Regions from separate parts of the Sus scrofa genome. Here region 2 is linked to region 1. A link is a contact called in public HiChIP or PLAC-seq data. All regions are on one chromosome and are shown on one strand. Each heading gives the region's core, a stretch centred on a gene start, on an enhancer-like site or on the middle of the called end of the contact. The rest is flanking DNA. Distances are from core to core; before and after follow the strand shown.

Region 1 (4,105 bases), core at 625-3,124:
ATGGGTGGGTTTTCTATACTAAGCAATTCTTTGATTCCCTGTGGACACCAACTGGGTGTCCCATAAGTCAATTCAATCCTGACACTAACTACTAGGAGTTAAGTCAGACCCCACAGGTTAAAGGCTCAGACCCACAAGACTGCCCCACTTCAGACGTTCATCCTGAGTTCCAAGCCTCTGGTACTTGAGACCAATCAACTACGAATGAGGAGCAGCACTTTCACAGCACCTCTGTGTGCTCACCAACCCAGAAGCTCTCCAAGCTCTATTGGTTAGAGGTTTCTGCGGCAACTCCATTCCAGGAGCATGACTGATTAAATGGAATGGCTGGTTGAGCCATTTCTAGTCCTTCTTCCCTCTTCAGAGGTTGGGGAGGTAGAGCTGAAAGTTCAAACCTATAATGACATGACTGATTCCTCTGGCAACCAGCTCCCATTAGATGCACTCTAGGGACCCACCGAGAGCCATCTCATTAGCATAAACTCAGCTATGGTTGAAAGGGGTTAATTACGAAAAACAAATGATGCTCCTCTAAGCGCTGTCACTCAGGAAATTCCAGAGGATTTTCTGGAATTTCTTTTGCCAGGAACCAGGATGATGACACAATATATTTTTCTTTTTATATCACAATATTCCATGCCCAGATCCATTAGATTATTGGCATTTATAATTTGGTGATATTCTATCATTCCTTCTTCATTTATTATGGAATACTTCTATAAAAAGACATATTTATTACTCAGTAATCCAGTTCATATAAAAAAAGGGAGATTAAAAAAAGGAAATCAAGCATTTAACTCATTTTCAAAACAGTAGGTTGCTTCTCTGGAATTTTCCAATGGTCATCAATTTGTTGCTTTTCATTTCTTAAATATCATAGACTCGTGTGTTTTAATCCATGTCTATTACATTATTATCGTATTGGTTCTCAATTTGTTTCATCTTTGGCCAGTGGGAGCTCTTCAGGTTGACTCCTGAGTCCTTCTGACACTCCTTTAAAGTAGGCTTTGATAGCTTTCTTGCTATCTGATAAGGTGTTGCAGACTCAACTTAAAAACTTTCTAATACTCTGGTTATCTTTGGAGTGAATAAATCTTTCATCTTTGACTTAAAAAAAAAAAACACACACACACAGAAAACAAAAAAAAAACTTCTTGCTCCTGCTCCATAGCCAGAATCAGCCACTCCCCCAGGAACCCTCACTCCTTTTATGGGAAATGGTATCTGGATTTCATGATCTGAGAGCAATACCTGACAATTCCTTCTTTTATCTTACATTTTCTGAGCAGTTGGTATGTGTCTGTTTCTGGATTTGGCTTTGGAGATACAAAGATGTAACACAAACTCAAAGAGCTAACATACTAGTGGCATACACTTAGAAAGAACAGATAATCAAGACATGTAGAACAGGGAATTTCCGTCATGGCGCAGGAGAAACAAATCCAACTAGGAACCATGAGGTTGCGGGTTCAACCCCTGGCCTCGCTCAGTGGGTTAAGGATCCAGCACTGCCATGAGCTGTGGTGTAGGTTGCAGAGAAGGCTTGGATCTGGCATTGCTGTGGCTGTGGTGTAGGCCAGCAGCTGTAGCTCCGATGAGACCCCTCGCCTGGGAACCTCCATATGCCACAGGTGCAGCCCTAAAAAGACAAAAAAAGAAAAACCCAAAAACAAAAAGATGTAGAACAAAGCAAATAAGCTCTAGGCAAAATAATCCATTTGGAATTCATTTGGTCAGGTGATATACTTTGATCTCTGTAGTTGAGAAATGAGCAAGATTCACTGTGACATAATTAGAGGAAGACCCAAAAGATTATGCCTATACTGTAACTTGGCTAAGGAAACAAAACTGAAACTGTCTCCAGATGTAAAAAGCACTCCTGTTTATGAATGTCAATCAGAGCAGGGGAATACAGGGCCAGACTTATCTTCAGATGTAGAGAATTACACAAATAACCAAGTGCCTTTCTCACAGAACCGTAACAGTCCTTGCCAGAGTAAGGAGGTCTTTCTAAGCAGGTATATACTTATTATCAGTGTGTCCCTTGCTTTTAAACCACACTATTTCAGAAATTAAAATATTTTTCAATCAAAAAATGTTTTCAGGAGTTCCTGTTGTGGCTCAGTGGGTTACAAACCCAACTAGTATCCATAAGGACGCGGGTTCAATCCCTGGCCTTGCTCAGTGGGTTAAAGGATTTAGTGTTGCCGTGAGCTGTGGTATAGGTCACAGACATGGCTCAGATCCCACGTTCCTGTGGCTGAGGTGCCGGCCGGCAGCTGCAGCTCCAATTCAACCTTAGCCTGGGAACTTCCATGTGTTGTGAGTGTGGCACTAAAAAGACGAAAAAAAAAAAAGTTTTGAAAATTGCAATTTTTCCACTCACTAATACTTTACTACCAACTAGAAATTATTTACAAAGCAGCTTATCTTTTGTATTTCTTATTAATTTTCTCTCTTTTCCATTTTCTACTTACATTCCTTCCTCTATTTCTTAAACTTGTTTCTTTCTTTCTGCAAAACACATCTTATCCAGAAACCCCACTTAAATCAGTAAGAAAAGAAAAGACAAAAAGAAACTGTTTCCTGTGTCAATTTTAAAAGGAAAACTCCAAAAGAAAGAAAAAAAAAGGGGAGTGGGGAGTTCTTGATGTGGTACAATGGGTTAAGAACCTGGCATTGCCACAACGGTGGCATAGGTCATAGCTCTGGCTGGGATTCAGTCCCTGGCCTGGGAACTTACATATGCTATGGGGACAGCCAAAAAAGAAAAAAATAAATAAATGATAAAAGGAAAATTTATTTAAAACAGTATCTAACACTCTGTATTCTCAAAAATAAAAAGTAAATGTTAACTTGTCTATATATGTTATATGCTATATATGTTACAAAAATAAGCATTATAATGGACAAAAATAAAATCTCCTACCTTTCAGCACTAAATGCTGACTCTGTGTCAATGTATACAACAGCTCCTTCTAATCCTCCCATGTCAATAGGTAATGTAGCCAAAATGCTCATCATTATACAAAACTGAGTTTTCCCACAACCTGGTGGACCTGTAATCTAAAAAAAAAAAAAAAGAAAGAAAAAATGTTATTTGTATAAACATTACAATCTAGTCAAAGCAAAATCCTTTTAAGAATTACCATGTTGGGAGCTCCTATTGTGGCTCAGCAGGTTACAAAACTGACTAGTATCCACGAGGAAATGGGTTCAATCCCTGGCCTTGCTCAGTGGGTTAAAGATCTGGCGTTGCCATGAGCTGCAGCGTAGGTGGCAGACTCAGCTCAGATTTGGTGTTCCTGTGGCTGTGGCGTAGAAGAGCAGCTAAAGCTCTGATTCAGCCCCTAGCCTGGGAACTTCCATATGCCCCAAGTGCAGCCCTAAAAAAACAAAAAACAAAACAAAAAAAGGAAAAAGAAAAGAAAAGAACTGCCACATATAAAGCCCAATTAACCTGGGTCCCCAGAGAGAACATTCTAATACACCCTTTGTATATAATAAATTACTTCTCCCTTATTCATCTGGATTGGTACTGGTTATGCATCATCCTTGGGATATGAAAAAACAGTCACCCAAATCAGCCTCTCTGTTCTGTAGTTCAGATAAAAAACTTTGGTTGAGAAGGGCTGGAGCATTCATTTATACGTTTACACCTTGAGGCCTATACCTTTTCCTCATTAAGATATTTATAGAAAGATCTTGAAAATATTTAAGAGCTTTAATAATGGGTTTAGCATTTGTTATAAATTGGTCTTTCAAAACAATTCTGTACTAGCCCTGTTAAAAGGTACTTTGATCTTTACTCTTAAGAGTAAAGCATTTGGAAGTAACAGATATTGATGTATACAATTTCAAAATTTCAAATTTGGTTCAGCCAAAAAAAAAAAAAAAAAAACCACAATGACAGTGTGGGAGGTGGATGTGTGTGTATAGAAGAGAGATAAAAATGAGACAAAATTCAATAACTGCTAATCTAGGTGATTCATACTTTGAGGCGTATATTTTAAATTTTTAGTTAGTGGAAAGCTATTTTGAGACTATAAAATTTGAAAACAAGAGGGTATAGATATCACAGACATATTTGAGTCTGACAAGAAGT
Region 2 (4,105 bases), core at 1,157-3,656, 150 kb before region 1:
AGACATGGCTCGGATCCCGTGTTGCTGTGGCTCTGGTGTAGGCCGGGGGCTACAGCTCTGATTGGACCCCTAGCCTGGGAATCTCCACATGCCATGGGAGCAGCCCAAGAAATAGCAAAAAAAAAAAAAAAAACAATATTCCAAAGGGTTATAAGATGAAAAAGCTACTCCACAGAACCTTTTTTTCTACAATAAGATACAGTATCCTGCAATTTCCATAGGCGGAGGACAGGTCTGCTGGTAGTGCTGCTGCTAAATCAAAGCAGAAAAAACTGAGAAGAATTGAGAAAAGAATTAAAATATTTAAATTTTTAAAATCTAATAATTTTAGGAGTTGTCTTGTGGCTCAGTGGGTTAGTGGGCATTGTCACCACAACAGCAAGGGTTGCTGCTGTGGCAAGGATTCAACCCCAGGCCCAGGAACTTCCTCAGGTGGTGGGAGCGGACAGAAAAAAAAGAAGAAAAAAAATCGCGTAATTTTAAACCCTTAACAAATCTATAAGGCTTTTCTTTTTAAGCAGTTAAATCATCATTCACAAGAGCTTCTGTATCTTGCTGTTATAGGCTGAATGTCTTCCTCCAAAATTCATATGTTAAAGCCCTATCTTTCCCCCCTCCCCTCTCCTCAATCAGATGATATTTGGAGGTAAGGCATCTGGGAGGTAATTAGGTTTAGATTAAGTCAAGAAGGTGGGATCCTCATGATGGGATTCATGCCCTTATGAGAAGAGGAACACAAGAGGTCTTGCCCTCTCTCCACACACAAGCACTGGGGAAAGGCCAGATGAATACAGAGCAAGAAGGCAGCTGTCTACAAGCTAGGAAAAGAGCCCTCACCAAGAAATGAATCTGCAGGTACCTAGATCTTGGACTTCTCAGCATCCAGAAATATAAGAAATAAATATCTGTTGTCTAAGCCACTCAGTCTATGGTATGTTATTACAGCTACCTGAGCTAAATGAGATACACTCTTTTCTCCTATCCCATATTACACCTGCGCTTGTTCTCCAGTCACTAACTAATACCTACTATAGAACAGGAGTCAATAGAGAGATCAAGCATTTTCACTTTGTTTCACATACTTATGCATGAGAATGCTTTGCTTCTTGATTTTAACTTCAAATGCAGATGTGCAGAACATTTCATGCTTCTCTCTAAAAAAAGCCCAACTTGTAAAACCTAAATTACTTCTTATGTGATCCTCACTGGTTTTTGTTTCCTACGGTTAATGGATTTTTGGCAGAAGGTCTTGTTCATGACTCCTGGATAATATATTAAGATACAGAATTAATTTACCTTCCCTCATACTCAAAATTAACTGAACTAGGGGTTCCTGCTGTGGCAAAGTGGGTTAAAGATCTGACTGCCGTGGCTCAAGTCACTGAAGAGGCTCAGGTTTGAACCCAAGCCTGGTGCAGAGGATCAAAGGATCTGACCTTGCCACAGCTGCAGCTTGGATTCATCCCGGGCCCAGGAATTTCCAGATGCCACAGGTACAGCCATTAAAAACAATTAACAATTAAAATTAACAATTTTGTATTCAGCCTCTACTATGGGAAAGTCATGACGAGATAAGAAGTTAAAAAGCAAGAGCTGTCCTTAAATTATTTACTTGTATTGTCTATTGCCCAAATGTAAGGTGCACTCTCGCCAATGCATCAAATCCTTTCAATTTTCTAAGAAGCAACAGCATCAGGTGGGTGAGGCCCGTCCTTTCCTCTCAACTTCACACTAATCCTGCCTGCTAGAACAGACTGCAGCTGGGCCAGAAGTAAAATGTCACAACGTTCCCACTGGTCATTAATGAGCACCCACCCACTAATTAGACTATAACCAGTAAGAAAGGGAAGGAAGGAAGGAGGGAAAAGAAGGGTAGAGAAAGAGAAAAGGAGGAAAAAAAAAAAAAAAAGGTTGTCATAAAGCCATCTGTTTTAAGGTCATCAAGACCAAAGTTTAAGAAGAAAAATGTGAATTTTTACTTGTACTGAAAGGAACACTTACAACTATATTTGGCCCAAATAAAAAATTTCAGACCTACATCAGTGTCCTAATAATCTCACCAGTTAAACCAGTGCCCGAATAAAATCAAGGATTCAAAACAGATCTTGCTTCTTTGGCATTTTAAGCCGTTTAAATAGAATGGGGAAATCTACTCAATATTCTGTGATAGCCTATCTGGGGGAAAAGAACCAAAAAAAGAATGGAAAAATGGATATATGTATATTATATACAACTGACTCACTTTGCTGTACACCAGAAATTAACACAGCATTATAAATCAACTATACTCTCATAAAACTTAAAAAAAAAAAAAAAAAAAAAACATATGGATTGAGGAAGAAGAAACCCATCAACACTATGGCTCAATGCTATGTCCACAGCCTCCCACAGCCTATCATCTGAAGCAAATGAGTCTATATCATTTTATCCTTTCCCAACCCCATTTTGCAGAGTTCATAACTACAATTTCCCAACACTTCCTACAAGTTGGTTTCAAAATAATTTGCACATGAAGACATCCACATTAATTTGTTTAAAGTGCTTTTCTCCTTCTCCTGCTCGATGATTATTTGCATTGTTGTTTTCTCAAGGAGACAGTGAATAGTCACTCAGGCTGCTGGCACTGCTGTTTCTGGGCCAATTACACAAGATAGGAAGCTGGCAATAGACGTAAGAAACTTGTTTTACCACCACGCTTTGCTGCAACTTGATGGGCCATAAGAAGTTCACTGCCATATTCAGCCATGTCCTTTCCTTATTCTTTACAAAAAGGTTTAAGACTTAGTCCTCATTTGTAAAGTCTCAGCATGCTTCCTCCTTTTACAAGATTTTCTACAAACTGTAATGGAAAAGCTACCTCAGGGCACTTTATATAACTTTAGTCCTCTCAGGGGTTTTGTCATTCCTGGTAATTTGGCTTTAGAACTGAAAACCTTCCCGATGCTTAGTCTCCTTGGATTGTTTTTGTTTTAATTCCAGCTCTTTTCTCCAGAAGAGGGTTGCTCTCTCTACTTCCTTGTTGAAAACTATTTTTTTTTTTTACATTAATTTTCAAAATGAGGGTGGGCGCAAGGTTGCTGATCAGCTCTACAACTTTTCTAAAGATCTGCAGATCAAGCCAGGGAAGTAGAGTCTGGTTTGCTCTTGCGGAAAAAGTGATAGACAAATTTGGAAACTACTGCTTAAAGAGTCCAAGTTCCAAATCTTACTGAAAACATTCAGGAGCTTGAAATCCCTTTCTATCCTCATCTAAGAAAAAGTTGGTATTAAAAAAACTGTAAAGTTGGTAATACTTCTCAGTCATCAAGTTATCTTTTCCAAAACAGCATTCTGATCAGTATAATGCAAATGAATCACCAATAAAGCAATTAAATTCCACCCAAGATATTCCTGTACTAAAATCCAAAGGAAAATGCCTGGCAAAACACATCACAGGATCTGCCAAACCCCGAACATCTGAAAACAAATAATAACTCTAGGATGCTTTGCCAAGCCCCCAAAAAGCCAAGGGCCACCCTTCTTTGAGAACGTCTGCAAGTTTCTGAACATCTACTTCGGCTTCCTTTCTAAGCCCTCCAGTGTCAAAGGTCAAGAACCACCAACCAGAGAATTAATAAAACTGAAGCTCTTAGGTAAATAAACTTCAAACTCCAAAGCTCTGTCAGATAGATTCACACACAGTTCATCTGCTGAGGGAGGATTTTTTTTTCCCCCATTCAAGGAGCATTTTAGCCTCAGGATTACCTTCATTCAGCAAGGATCACCTACATTCTAACTCTTGTGGTTATTAGAGCAAATCATGGGGTGTTGAGAACTTGGCTTCCTCCATCTTAATAAAACATTTCAAGTCTTAGAGGCAGTTAATCCCTGGAAGGCTTTGTGATCCCATCCCCTGACATGTTTGATAAATATGGAAATTGTCAAATGTTCTGACTTGTTAAAATTTTTTCAGCCCGCTTAACAGTGCTCTTTGGCCTTAACATGCACAAAGTGCTGAGCTGGCACGCCTGGGGGCCTCCCTCACCTTCTCTATTGTGCATACACTGACAACCGCTGAAGCATAAATAAGTCACACTTCACAAAGAAATGTTTACACTCTAAGAGG

The links. HiChIP or PLAC-seq counts read pairs in DNA pulled down with a chosen protein or histone mark.
Region 2: an H3K27ac HiChIP or PLAC-seq map of alveolar macrophages shows a contact between it and region 1. The contact joins two enhancer-like sites. A contact is called at or near these places in 2 of 47 Hi-C or Micro-C datasets (embryonic fibroblasts and liver) and 1 of 2 datasets of contacts at active chromatin or transcription factors (alveolar macrophages).

Annotation. Positions count from the first base shown.
Region 1 is chr7:91,621,675-91,625,779 of Sscrofa11.1, reverse strand. RAD51B (DNA repair protein RAD51 homolog 2) reads right to left here. Exons shown (of 12, transcript XM_021099935.1): 6 at 2,930-3,066. Among named protein-coding and RNA genes, the nearest start is that of RAD51B, 31 kb to the right of the region's middle. Within about 2 kb of position 1,874, at least 1 of the 83 cell types and tissues checked has an H3K27ac peak or open chromatin away from gene starts, as enhancers often do. A contact at or near this core is called in alveolar macrophages, where this site is marked.
Region 2 is chr7:91,774,047-91,778,151 of Sscrofa11.1, reverse strand. All of the region lies in intron 8 of RAD51B (DNA repair protein RAD51 homolog 2), which reads right to left. Among named protein-coding and RNA genes, the nearest start is that of RAD51B, 180 kb to the right of the region's middle. Within about 2 kb of position 2,406, at least 6 of the 83 cell types and tissues checked have an H3K27ac peak or open chromatin away from gene starts, as enhancers often do. A contact at or near this core is called in alveolar macrophages, where this site is marked.